2 separate regions of the Zea mays genome follow, and region 1 is linked to region 2. A link is a contact called in public Hi-C data. All regions are on one chromosome and are shown on one strand. Each heading gives the region's core, a stretch centred on a gene start, on an enhancer-like site or on the middle of the called end of the contact. The rest is flanking DNA. Distances are from core to core; before and after follow the strand shown.

Evidence for each region. Hi-C and Micro-C count contacts between places; a contact is called where the count stands out from the background.
Region 1: a Hi-C map of tassel shows a contact between it and region 2, with 2.6 times the contacts expected there. The contact joins the promoter of LOC100286200 here to the promoter of LOC100382481 in region 2. A contact is called at or near these places in 4 of 25 Hi-C or Micro-C datasets (ear, endosperm, leaf and 1 more).

What each region holds. Positions count from the first base shown.
Region 1 is chr7:45,318,671-45,325,200 of Zm-B73-REFERENCE-NAM-5.0, reverse strand. LOC100286200 reads left to right here and starts at 4,839. Exons shown (of 2, transcript NM_001159088.2): 1 at 4,839-5,272. The coding sequence starts at 4,977.
Region 2 is chr7:45,166,299-45,173,036 of Zm-B73-REFERENCE-NAM-5.0, reverse strand. It overlaps LOC100382481 (putative regulator of chromosome condensation (RCC1) family protein), which reads right to left and starts at 2,842. Exons shown (of 6, transcript NM_001175220.1): 1 at 2,196-2,842; 2 at 745-954; 3 at 539-649. The coding sequence starts at 2,507.

The DNA.
Region 1 (6,530 bases), core at 3,590-6,089, 150 kb before region 2:
GAGGCCCCACTTGTCAGAGCTCCAACGGTCAGAACCCAACGGCCGGCTGACGTGGCTGGCGCACCGGACAGTGTCCGGTGGCGCATCGGACTGTCCGGTGCGCCATGCGACAAACAGCCTTCCAACGACCACTTTTAGTGGTTGGGGCTATAAATACCCCAACCACCCCACCATTCATGGCATCCAAGTTTTTCAACTTCCTACACCTTACAAGAGCTATAGCATTCAATACAAGACACACCAAAGAGATCAAATCCTCTCCCAAGTCCATAGTTCATTCCAAATCAAATAGTGACTAGTGAGAGAGTGACTTGTGTTCATTTGAGCTCTTGCGCTTGGATTGCTTCTTTTTCTCATTCTTTCTTGTGATCAACTCAATTGTAACCGAGGCAAGAGACACCAATTGTGTGGTGGTCCTTGCAGGGACTTTGTGTCCCGTTTGATTGAGAAGAGAAGCTCACTCGGTCTAAGTGACCGTTTGAGAGAGGGAAAGGGTTGAAAGAGACCCGGTCTTTGTGACCACCTCAACGGGGAGTAGGTTTGCAAGAACCGAACCTCGGTAAAACAAATCCTTGTGTCTCACTCCTTATTTGCTTGCGATTTGTTTTTCACCCTCTCTCTCGGACTCGTTCATATTTCTAACGCTAACCCGGCTTGTAGTTGTTCTTAAGTTTACAATATTCAGATTCGCCCTATTCATCCCCCTCTAGGCGACTTTCAAACCCTTTCCCTCTCTCAAACGGTCACCTAGACCGAGTGAGCTTTCTCCTTAATCAAACAGGTCACTTAGACCCCGCAAGGACCACCACACACTTGGTGTCTCTTGCTTTGATTACAAGTCACTTGAGAATGAGAATGGGAAGAAGAAAGCACGATTGCAAAAGCCAAGCGACAAGAGCGACAAATAACACACGAATCACTTTCTCTCTCAAGTCTTTAATCACTAATGATCACTTGTCTCAATTGTGGAACTTGGAGAGATTGGAATCTTTGACTGTGTCTTGGAATGGATTGCTAGCTCTTGTATTGAATGTGAAGGATTGGAATGCTTGGATGATTTGAATGGAGGTGGTTGGGGTTGTATTTATAGCCCTCAACCACTTCCTAGTCGTTGCTCCTTTTCTGCCGACCGCGGACGATCCGTGCCCCTGGTCCGGACGGTCCGCCCCTGCACATCAACGGCTGAAATCGCAATGGTCAGCAGTAATGGCTATATCAACGGCTATATAGCATTTAATGCGTCGTCAGATGTCAGATAAAGGCAGTCGCGGACGGTCCGGTCGTGCACCCCGGACGGTCCACAAGGACGCTAAAAATACATTTTACTGAACCCGTCACCTTCGTGTTTTTCGGTTCTCCACCGACCGGACGGTCTGCGCCTGAGGCCGGACGGTCCGCGCTTGGTCTCGGACGGTGCTTGCTTTTCCATCGGACGGTCTGTAGTGTAGACTTGTGTTTTTGCATTGGTTCTGTCCGAGGCTCACCCTAGTGTCGCGGACGGTCCGCTGCAAGGGCCCAGACGGTCCGCACTTAGGTGATTTTCCAAAAAGCTTCTCCTGTCCGGAATAATCTACGGTATTCCGGACACTCGACTTTAGAATAGTTGTAGATGAACTTATGCACCTGTGGAATGATCAACTAAACAAATTGGTTAGTCCACAAGGTTTGTGATGGTCGTCAAACAACAAAATCGATTATAGGAAATATTAAGACTATTTCCCTTTCATACTCGATCCTTGGTAAGTGGCTCTATCGGACGAGATCCGAAGGACTGATGGGTTATTCTGATTTAAGTGTGTTGCTGCCTTCAAGGCGTGACTTGGGCACTTAAGCTGGAATAATCTGGGTGGTTCTGCCACAGTGTCGAGCTCCGATAGCAATTGAAAGCCACCTAGAGGGGGGTGGATATACAAAACTTGAAAATTATAAACTTTGAACACAAACTTTGCCTGGGGTTAGAGTTAGAATGAGTAATAATTAAATAAGTGTGTGGAAAAGAGTTCTCCTTGCTATTAGTTGCTCAATCAATGCAGATAACTTTGGGAGCTAACTCAAAGAGATTGCAAGCAAGATAACTTAGAGAGGAGAGGAGGAATCAAATCACAATACAAGATTAGCACAAAAACACAGATGATTTGTTTCCCGAGCTTCGGTTCCAAAGAACCTACTCCACGTTTAGGAGGCTATGTAGGACGGGTCTCTTTCAACCCTTTCCCTCTCTCAAACGGTCACATAGACCGGTTGAGTGCTTCTTCTTAATCTCAAGGGTCACTTAGACCGTGCAAGGATCACCACACAAATAGGTGTTTCTTGCTAGTTTTATAAGTCACTTGAGAGTTTAGAAGGAGATGAAGAAAGCACGATCAAGAAAGCCAAGCAACAAGAGTAACAATAAAAACACAAGATCAAAATCTCTCTAGACTTTCTAGGGCACTAATCACTAATGATCACTAGTCACAATTATGGCACTTGGAAGAGCTTGGGAGCTTTGAATGTGTCTTGGGATGAAATGCTTGCTCTTGTATTGAATGAGGATGAATGAAATGCTTGGATAAAGTGAATGGAGGTGGTTGGGTTGTATTTATAGCCACCAATCACTTCCTACATGTTGCCCACTTTCTGCCAATCACGGACGGTCCGCGCTTCTGGCCCCGCCCATGCACATCAACGGCTGAAATCGCAACAAACAACAGTAACGACTATATCAATGGCTATAAGTGCATTAAATACGTCGTCAGATGTCAGATAAAGCAGTCGTGTACTGTCTGGCCGTGCACACCGGAGAGTCCGCAAGGACACTATAATTCATTTTTTTACCGAACTTGGCACCTTCGGGTTTCTCTTATTTCCAACGGGCGGACGGTCTGCGCCTGAGGCTGGACAGTCTGAGCTTGGTCTCCAACGGTGTTCTTCTCTCCTTCAGACAATCCGTAGTAGAAATGTGAGTTTTGCATATATAGTTTCTGTTCGAGGCTCACCGAGGTGTCGCGGACGGCCTGCCGGAAGGACCCAGACGGTCCGCGCACAGGTGAATTTTCTAAAGAGCTGTTCCTGTCCGGAATAATCTACGGTATTCCGGACAGTCGGCTTAGAGTTGAGATGGTTTGACTTATGCACCTGAGAATTAATCAACTAAGCAAACTAGTTAGTCCATTAGGTTGTGATGGTCATCAATCATCAAAGTCAATTTAGAGAAAATGGTAAAATCCATTTCCCTTTCAGAGACCCATTTGTAGCCGATGTGTTTGGCGCGGGTGGTTCCGTATTAGATTCATGCGAGGGAAAACTAGGGGTAGTAGGTTTCTCATATGAAAGCGCCCATTTTTTAATAGATTCATCTACGTATTCTTATAATAGTTTCCCTCGTTGTTCCATGAAAGCCTCAAAATATGGATCTAGGTACTTACAATGGGAGCCGAAGGCGGAGGTAGGAGAGATGTCATATCGATCTCCCCTTAATGGATGATTTTCTGGTGGCGATCCACCGTGAAGTATGATAAGTACTTTTCTGTTGTCTTTTCTCGTCGTTCCTTGAGTTGTCGCCGCACCTCCTCCTCCTCTTTGTCGCGCCGTTCGACGAGTTGTCGCAGCACCTCCTCCTCCTCGCGCCTTATGATGTCATTGAAGGGATGCTGGTCATTAGCCGGGAGTGCCTCCATGGTCCGCTTGATGATGTTGGTGGTGGAGACGTCGGTGTGATCTTTGGAACCGGCCATCTAGGGGGCTGATTTTTGTTAGGTCTAAACACCCTCGTCCCGAGCACAGTCACCAAAAAGTGTTTTTGGACGCCAAACACTGGAACGAACCACCTGATGGTGCTCTCTATGGAGGCGCGGACGGTCCGTGGCACAGGGCCAGACGGTCCGCGACCTGGGCGCAGGAGTGGATCCTCTCTGCACGCTTCCGGACAGTCCACATCTGGGGCTGGATGGCCCGCGGTGGCGCAGAGGGTCTTCTTCTCCGCGAAGAACCCTAGAACTCGTCCCCGGGAGAGATCCCATCGAGGGGGAAGTTACAAGGTGTTGCTACGGGTCGACAGACCGTCCGGTGCGCCTCTAATCGGCGTAGAGTCGAAGAGAGATTGTTGTGGAAGACTAAACTAGATCTAAACTTAAGGCTAGATTACTCCTACTCACAGGAATTGGAAGAACGATGTAAATAAGGTAAAATTGATAAGTAAATTTGATTGGATCGATTATGGAGGTTCAATCGACCGTAACCTTTCATCTATATAAAGGGAGGAGGTCTGGACCCGTTATAAGTCGGTTATCGAGTTAATCCTGCAGATTTAGCTAACAAATCCTAAAAGAAATTCGGAACCCTAACTGTCCGCATGCCAGTTTCGGTATCCAACCGTGACTAAATCTATACAATTTGGGACATGGTCTAGAAGCCCATTGTAGGTAGAATTCATCATGATAACTGACGAACAGTGTTTGTGCAGCCAAAAGGGGGGGGGGGGAAGAAAAAACACTGTGTTTAACGACCGAACCCCAAGTGAGAACAGACGGCGTCTCCACAGAAGAAAGTATGGATTTAGAACTAACGCGCTGTCGACGTGGTGCGTGTTTAGAAAAGTTATGAAATGTAAAATAGAAATCGAGCGCGGGTGGCAGCGCTGGACAGGCCAGATGCACCAACCACGGCAGAGAAGCGCAACGAGCCAACGCCCGTCCAGTAGCGGCTGCCAGGTGCACCCCACCCGTCTGCCGCATTCGTTAGGTTTTCCCGCATCCGTCCAGTAGGCGCGTACCCACCCCGAAATGCCAAAAAAGCGAAGCTTTGCAGCACTCCACACCGACACCGCGACACGCGACCGCACTGCCTTTAAACTACTCACTCAAGTACCTCCCCGGACTACTAGCTCACACCAGCGGTACCCAGCCCACACCGGCAGATCAGCTGCGAGCTAGTAGACATCGACCGGACCGACCAACAGGAGCAGCAAGCCGGGCTAGCTCGCTCGCTCGCTCGCAATGGCTTCCATCATCGTGCAGGCGGTGGTCATCCTCCTGGACGTCATCGCCTTCGGCCTGGGCGTCGCCGCCGAGCAGCGCCGCAGCCGGGCCACCGTCACCCCGGACGCCGCCAAGGAGTACGACTACTGCGTCTACGACTCCGACATCGCCACGGGCTACGGCGTCGGCGCGCTGCTCCTCCTCGCCGCCGCGCAGGTCGTGCTCATGCTCGCCAGCCGCTGCTTCTGCTGCGGCCGCGGGCTCAAGCCGGGAGGCTCCCGCGCCTGCGCCCTCATCCTCTTCCTCTTCACATGGTAAACAACCAAATCTCCTCCCCTCCCACGGTTGCCTGCTACTGCTCCGGTACTCCCTCTTCACATACATGGAAATAGCCAGCAGAGCTAAGATTTGGTTGGTTGGGTGATCCCTTGCTCCTCTCTCCGAGATCCAAACTCGGGTGGGTAGGATTCTGCTATATCCGTCCCATCGCTGGTCTAGTTCTACGAGCAGATTGAAAAATAGGATCTGCATCGTGGTTTCGCGTCGTTCTCAGCTGCGGGTGCACGGAGCTATCTAAGATCCGTTTTCCGCCGCCTGTTCTTGGTCTGGATCTTGTGCTTTTCAACTGAAATCCTGTGATTGCCAAGCTCTGCAGCTTAGTTTCTAGGCGTAGACAGAAAAGGATGATAGAATGCTATGCACCATCTGTCCATGTGGTGGTGAACTGACTACTGGTTCGCCGCTGTTGCCTCTGCAGGAAGATGCGCATGTTAGTTTTTTTTTCTTTTCCTTTTGAGTCTTATTAGGTGAAGTGTCGCTTGTTTTAGTGGCCGACCGTCACTTTCTTGTCTTAAACTTCAAGCGTCTCACCCAGCGCTTTGCTCTATTGCTTTTGGCGAACGAGTTGTGAGATCCATTCATCAATTAGTAATAATATAATACTAGTACTTTTCTAGTGGCCAGATGCAAATCATTTCTCCCACCTTCTCCAGTTAGCCCCTTGCTGGGTGGGGCTTTTGCTTTCATTACTGAAGCTGCACTAGCGTGGCAATGCTCAGTATTTAAGCTCTGTAACCTCATGCAAGCTAACATCTGCTCTTTACATACAGTTTACTGCCATGTTTCAAGGATTTCAGGCTACAACCCCTCTATAATAATTTAACTAATTATTGGTAGGAGGCTGTTAGTAGTGGCACATGTCTGTCTTAGATCTCTGAAGCTGTTTTAGATATTTATCTTCAGCACCTGTCATAGATCTGCTAGATCTCTACATTGTTTATTGTAGATGTCCAGCTACTCCCACTGTCCTTGTGCCACAAATTGCTTGGTACTGGTCCTTTTATGGGGCTTAGTGTTTGGTAGACTTCGTACTCCTGTGATAGGATGGAGATGTTGAAAGCCCCTTCCATCAAAGTATCGTTTTTGATGATCAGTAATACTCAGAATACAACTTTCACACTAATACAGTCAGCAAGATTAACATTGCGCAATAGTTCGAGATAAATCTATCCATATATAAACTCTAAATATCCACAATTATACACATAGCCAGATTCCTTCAAAACTTGAATG
Region 2 (6,738 bases), core at 1,593-4,092:
TAGAAAGCTGATTTAATATGTAATAGAAAGTATGAAACTGAAGTACCAGCAACGATCAAAAGATAAGAATCACTTGCCCCAAAAAGAAAAACAAAAGAGAATTAGGTGGTTTGCCCTCAGGACCTGAGATGTAAGATAGTTCCAAAAGATATGTGCATATGCACACGGTTAAGCAGGGAAGGGATCATTAACATGGATCAAGTCAAAAAATTTAGTACTGACATATATAAAGAAATCATCACAATGTGAGGCATTTATTGATAAAATCTTCAACATGCAAATCATACTGATTGACTACAGAACATGATTTCAACAAGAAATAGTGAAATGGAGATGAAATACTCATGTGCAAATGCAATATTCTAGAAATCAATAGAAATCTTCAGAACTAAATTACAATTTCACAGGAAAAAAATATAAGAGAATGGTGGGACTTATTCAATTTAGAAAATTTTAAGTAGATCAGACTTATGAATAAGTACAGGAGTATCATTAGAGACACAAAACATAAAAGGATGAGAAAGATCTTTGATCCCACCTGCTTGCAGGGAATCCCTTTAAGCGCTTCTACTTGCATTGGTCGAAATATAGTTCTCCCCACTTCGCCATGACCACAGCATAATGATGAATTATCACCACAGGTGAAAACCTATTTAGACAAAATCCTTCAGAACACCAAGGCAAGGAAATGTAGTAATACAGTAATAGGCATAACTGGCTTCAATTAAGGAGATCATCAATTACCTCCCCAGACTCCGTAACAAAAGCAGCATGGTTGTGTGAAGCAGAGATGTTTATAACACGGGAAAGTGATGGGAAGGAAACCCGACTGAATGCTGCACATTGTGTAGTATCTGGGCCATGACCTAACACACCACACAAGCTGGATCCACAAGAATAGACAGAAGAGTCATGGACCAAAAGTGTGTGATATCTTCCTGTGGCTACTTGCATCTGGAAACATACAGGAGGTTCACACGTATAAGAAAACAATTTGGAAACTTAAAAAATAGCGGTTTCAATGCCATCCACCATCAGGGAAACCTGTCTCCAAATACAAGAGAATTACATTTTTTTCTGAATTGATATATATAACGTGACAACTAGAAGTGAGCTCGAATACTAGTAAACTTGTAGTCTTGAAACGATATTGAATAAGCTGCAAGACTAAATATAATTAAGATAGGTCGTCCAAAACGCCACCATGCAATATCCAGAATAAAAATGCACTCTAGCAGGAATCAAAAGGCAACTATCATTACTATGAGAATATACAACCGCATCAATATGTAAGAAATTAAGACATAATTTATATTTAAAGTAATTAGAACATTTGTTGCACAATAGCAACTAAATTTACCAGGATTTCACCATCACAAATAATCACTTTCAAACAGTTTTAGAGTGTAATTGTGCAGTATATTACGAAGTTACCATTGTTTGACACAGGAAAATGCATAACAGCATGTCGATGCACGGCAGCATTAACATGTTAATCAATCTGAGATAAGTTGTTAAAAACTTGATCCATATTTGCCTAGCAAAGAATGTCTTAAATCTGTTTATAATGACTAACATGTGCTAGTTATCCCATTTAAGCCAGACATGGGTGTGCTTATCAGCTTCAAATCATTAGCTTCTTTTAAAGCTTTAGCACATAAGCCAGCATTATTAAACAAGTCTTGGTAATTACAATATTCCAAAGTGGGCAGGGTTCAGAGTGTGAGGCGAAAATTTCTAAGACCACCTATCCTATCTTTCAGGTGCCTGAATTTTAAGATGATCTCAGGTAATACTCATGCATCACCAACTAGTATAAGTAAATTGTTACTTTTGTGATGTCTTTATGTCCCAACATATCAATTTTTGTCCTTGTCTGAATATAGAAATAATTGTGCATTATTAATTGTCTTTGTTCCAATACAAATAAGATATCGTCGGGTTTATGATTTTGTCTAATGGGTTTCTTATTCACGGAAGCAAAAAAAATATAGATTGTGTCTACCAAAGTTGCCTGCAATTTTAATATAAAATATGTGCAATAACCATCGCCTGAATGAAAACTAAAATTCAAGCACCTGAATTTTAGCAAGTCCCTTCTAAAACACAAGATAATCTCATGTCCGTACATACTATGGAGATTGAATTTTCATTAGACCTCGTAGAGTGAAGTGAAAGGGGAAAAAAGTGCTCACGCTGCCCGATGAGGTCTCGACGGTGCCTGACGACTGCTCTACGGACTGCAGGAACCTGAGCACCCTCTTCCAGCTTCCCCCGCACCTCTCCAGCAGCTCACCCCGGGCGGCTGGCCCCATGGCAGCGAACGCCGCCCGCGCGGCGCAGAGCTTGGACGCGGCGTACTCGGCGAGCGGCCTGAGCGCGCGGCAGGTGGCCTCGAGCCTCGCGAGGTCGGCGGCAGCGAGCCCACCCGAGGTCAGGACCTCCCCGATGAGGTGGCCCGGGAGCTCCTCGATGGAGAACGCGCGCGGCGCCTTCTCCCCGGCCATGGATCCACCGGCGCCGGGGCCCGGGTGAGGTGACGAAGCCTTGGGTCTCTTGGTCCCGGATCGATCGGAACCATCCAAGGATCCGGCCGCGCGGGTCGAAATGGCGCCGGAGTCAGCGGGGAGGGGAGCGGCAGCCACAGCGGCGGAGCGGGGGTGGTGTTGGGGACTGAATCAGATCGGGCAGCCCGAGAGGGTATCCGGCGCCCAGCTTGAGCAGCTCGGAGCGCACCGGTGGCGGCGGAAGCAGCAAACCCCGATTGGAACGAAGCGAACCGAACCGGAAGTCTAATCGAGCAAGGAACAACTCGGCGCACCGAATTCCAGCACCAATCCCGACCTCGGCAGCACAGAGCGTAGGCGAATCCAGGCGGGTCGTGGTGGCCGGTGGGGGATTTGAAGGCGGGGAGCGGAGAATCTTTCCTAATCGGGGGATTCCTTGCCGTCGCCTTTTTTTTTTTTTGCTTTCGAAAATCGGCGTGCGTGTATTTGCACGGAAATTACACGCACACGAACAGAATTACAGGAGGAGGAAGGGAAAAGGAGAGCTGAACAGGGAGGCAGAGGAAGGAATTTCTGTGCACGCGAGTACGCGACGGAATGGAGAAGAGGAAAAGAGAGGGACGCGAGTGATGGGCGCTGCTGCTGCTGCTGCTGCAAGGGTGTCCCGTGCGTCGATCCACCAACGCCTTCTCCATCTCCACCCACCCACCCACTAGGCCGGCGCGTGGGGAGCGGGCGTCTCCTGCTTGGCCCCAGGCGACGTGGGCCCATCTGTCGGCGAGGGATCGTGGAGTGGTAGGGTTCAGGAATCAGGACGCAACGGAGCGGAGGGCTAGGTCGCAGCAGAGACTGACATGGCGGATCGGGGAAGCGGCTGGCCCGGATGTCGGTGAAGCTATCCCTGTTTCTGTGGAGATGGGTGGCAGTGCCCGGAGCCGTCAGGCTTTTGAGACGGAGAAGGACGTGGCGGGGCGGGAGTGAGAGTGACGCCTCGGACGTGGCGGCCGCTGTTGCCTCAAGCCATGGTTGTGTCGCCTGTCGCGGCGTGAGTGGCCACCAGCGGCACAAGAACGGGATGGAAGGTTTTTCCGGTCCTGGGAGGCTGGCCGGCCGCCGTCGAATCGCTTCGGCTTTGCAGGAGGAGCCGAGGACCACGAGCTGGGCACTGGGCTGGCCGTGGCTGGAAGAAGCGAACACGGCGGTGTGGTGGCTTGGCTGCGCTGACAGCATCGGGACAAGTTAATAGTATAAATTAGAGCATATACAACTCTATTTATCCTGGGACCTTTTGAGTGGTCTTTAGAGATAAACTAGTCGGTTGCTCGTGCGTTGCGACGGCTTACAACAATACTCACGTAAACTATCCATCAAAAAAAATTCAAGATATTTTATTGATTGTCTCCGCTCTCTATATAATATATATTTTTTTGGCTAACTGATGTTATTGTTTACTCCATACAAATATATCTTGGTACAACATGACCAATGAAGTGAGCGATTAGAAAAGAGTTCACAACGATTGACTGAATGAACAGAGATTATAAAATAACATAATTTCATCATACAGAGACCAAATAAGAGAAAGTTTGTGAGATCAAGTTTATAAAATAAGTCCCATGAAGTCAAACTTATAAAAAATATATTAAAATATAGAGTGATTGCTAAAGTCAGGCATCAATAAAAACTGGATGTGCTCCATATAAATTATGCTACTTCATAGCAATTACTAACGTTTAAAACAAACAAATAACCTTTCATTTTGTTGTTAGTGTGACAAATCATTGCTGCTCCATCCAATTCAGCAACCTCAAACATCATGTAGTCCATTGCGCCAATGTGTTCTCAGAAACGACCTAATGCTTGCAAGAGCCAAGAACATCGTGCCGTGCTTGGGCTGTAGCCTCGGCCCATAGTGCTGGCCTGACCCGACACAATTATTTTTTTATCTTACAAAAAACGTATATACCTGTCAGGAACCATAATTAGGGGTACCCTCAAGGTTCCAAATTCTCAGCTGGTAACCCCCATCAGCATAAAGCTGCAAAAGCCTGATGGGCGCGATTAAGTCAGGGATCAGTCCATTCGAGGGACTCGATCACGCCTCGCCCGAGCCTAGCCTCGGACAAAGGCAGCCGACCCCGGAGGATTTCCGTCTCGCCCGAGGCCCCCTCCAGCGGCGAACATATTTCCGGCTCGCCCGAGGCCCTGCCTTCGCCGAGAAGCAACCCTGACTAAATCGCCGCACCGACCGACCAAATCACAGGAGCATTTAATGCAAAGGTGGCCTGACACCTTTATCCTGACGCGCGCCCCCCCAGCCGGCAGAGCCGAAGTGACCGCCGTCACTTCGCCGCTCCACTGACCGGCCTGACAGAAGGACAGCGCCGCCTGCGCCACTCCGACTGCGGTGCCACTTGACAGAGCGAGACTGACAGGCAGTCAGGCCCTGCCGAAGGCACCATAGGAAGCTCCGCTTCACCCGACCCAGGGCTCGGACTCGGGCTGAGTCCCGGAAGACGGTGAACTCCGCTCCGCCCGACCCAGGGCTCGGACTCGGGCTAAGTCCCGGAAGACGGCGAACTCCGCTCCGCCCGACCCAGGGCTCGGACTTGGGCTCAGCCCTAGAAGACGACGAACTCCGCTCCGCCCGACCCAGGGCTCGGACTTGGGCTCAGCCCTAGAAGACGACGAACTCCGCTCCGCCCGACCCAGGGCTCGGACTTGGGCTCAGCCCTAGAAGACGACGAACTCCGCCTCGCCCGACCCAGGGGCTCGGACTCGACCTCGACCACGGAAGACAGACTCGACCTCGGCTTCGGAGGAGCTTCCACATCGCCCAAACTAGGGCACAGACCAGCCACGTCAACAGGAGGCGCCATCATCACCCTACCCCGAGCTGACTCGGGCCGCAGGGAACAAGACCGGCGTCCCATCTGGCTCGCTCCGCCAGATAGGCAATGATGGCGCCCCGCATACTCTGTGACGACGATGGCTCTCAGCCCCCTTACGGAAGCAAGAGGACGTCAGCAAGGACTCAACCGCTCCGACAGCTGTCCCTCCGCTAGGCTCCATCGCTCCTCCGACGGCCACGACATCACACCAGCTGGGTGCCAAAATCTCTCCAGCTGCCACAACGGCATGTACTTAGGGCGCTAGCTCTCCTCCGCTAGACACGTAGCACTCTGCTACACCCCCATTGTACACCTGGATCCTCTCCTTACGCCTATAAAAGGAAGGACCAGGGCCCTCTTAGGGAGGGTTGGCCGCGCGGGGACGAGGACGAGACAGGCGCTCGCTTGAAGCCGCTCGCTCCCTCTCCCGAGTGGACGCTTGTAACCCCCTACTGCAAGCGCACCCGACCTGGGCGCGGGACGAACACGAAGGCCGCGGGATTCCCACCTCTCTCACGTCGGTCTCCGGCCGCCTCGCTCTCCCCCCTTCGCGCTCGCCCTCGCGCTCGACCCATCTGGGCTGGGGCACGCGGCGACATTCACTCGTCGGCCCAGGGACCCCGTGGTCTCGAAACGCCGACAGTTGGCGCGCCAGGTAGGGGCCTACTGCGTGTTGATGAACAGCTTCCCGTCAAGCTCCAGATGGGCAGTCTCCAGCAACCTCTCCAACCCGGGACGGTGCTCCGTTTCGGGAGTCTTGAGTTCATGTCCCTCGACGGCAGCTACGACATGATACTCCTTCCACCGTCGCGCGACAACGACAATGGCGGACGACAGCCCACCCGCCGGCGGCGGAATCGACGACGTCTTCCCCGCGTGGTGGAAGAACAACCTTCGAGCTCATCCTGCCCTTTCCCCCGCCGACGGAGGGGAAGGCAGGGCGACCAAGGCCAAGCAGGAGGCAGCACCTCGTCGGCTGTCGAGCGAGTCGACAGCGTCGGCACCCCAACGGGGGGCGCACCGGGTATCGACTTCGCGCTTGAGACGAAGACGAGCGTCGTCTCCCCGCGACATACCAATCCCGAGCAAGCGGACGACGCCAGCGCGCTCGCGAAAAGCTTGCTGGACGTCACCCTCGTACCTGAGACGACGGTGCAGTCAGTCCCCGACGTGACTTTATCGCCGCTCATCGACCAAGAGGTACCGACCGATTCCCATCCCACGTCATTTGGATTCAGCCTCAACCCGCCTAGCGACCCCGCTTTGGCGGGCGCTCTCGTAGAGGCGAGTCCAAACCCTCTGGGGTTTCGTAGAGGCGAGGCCTTGGGACCGGCTGACGG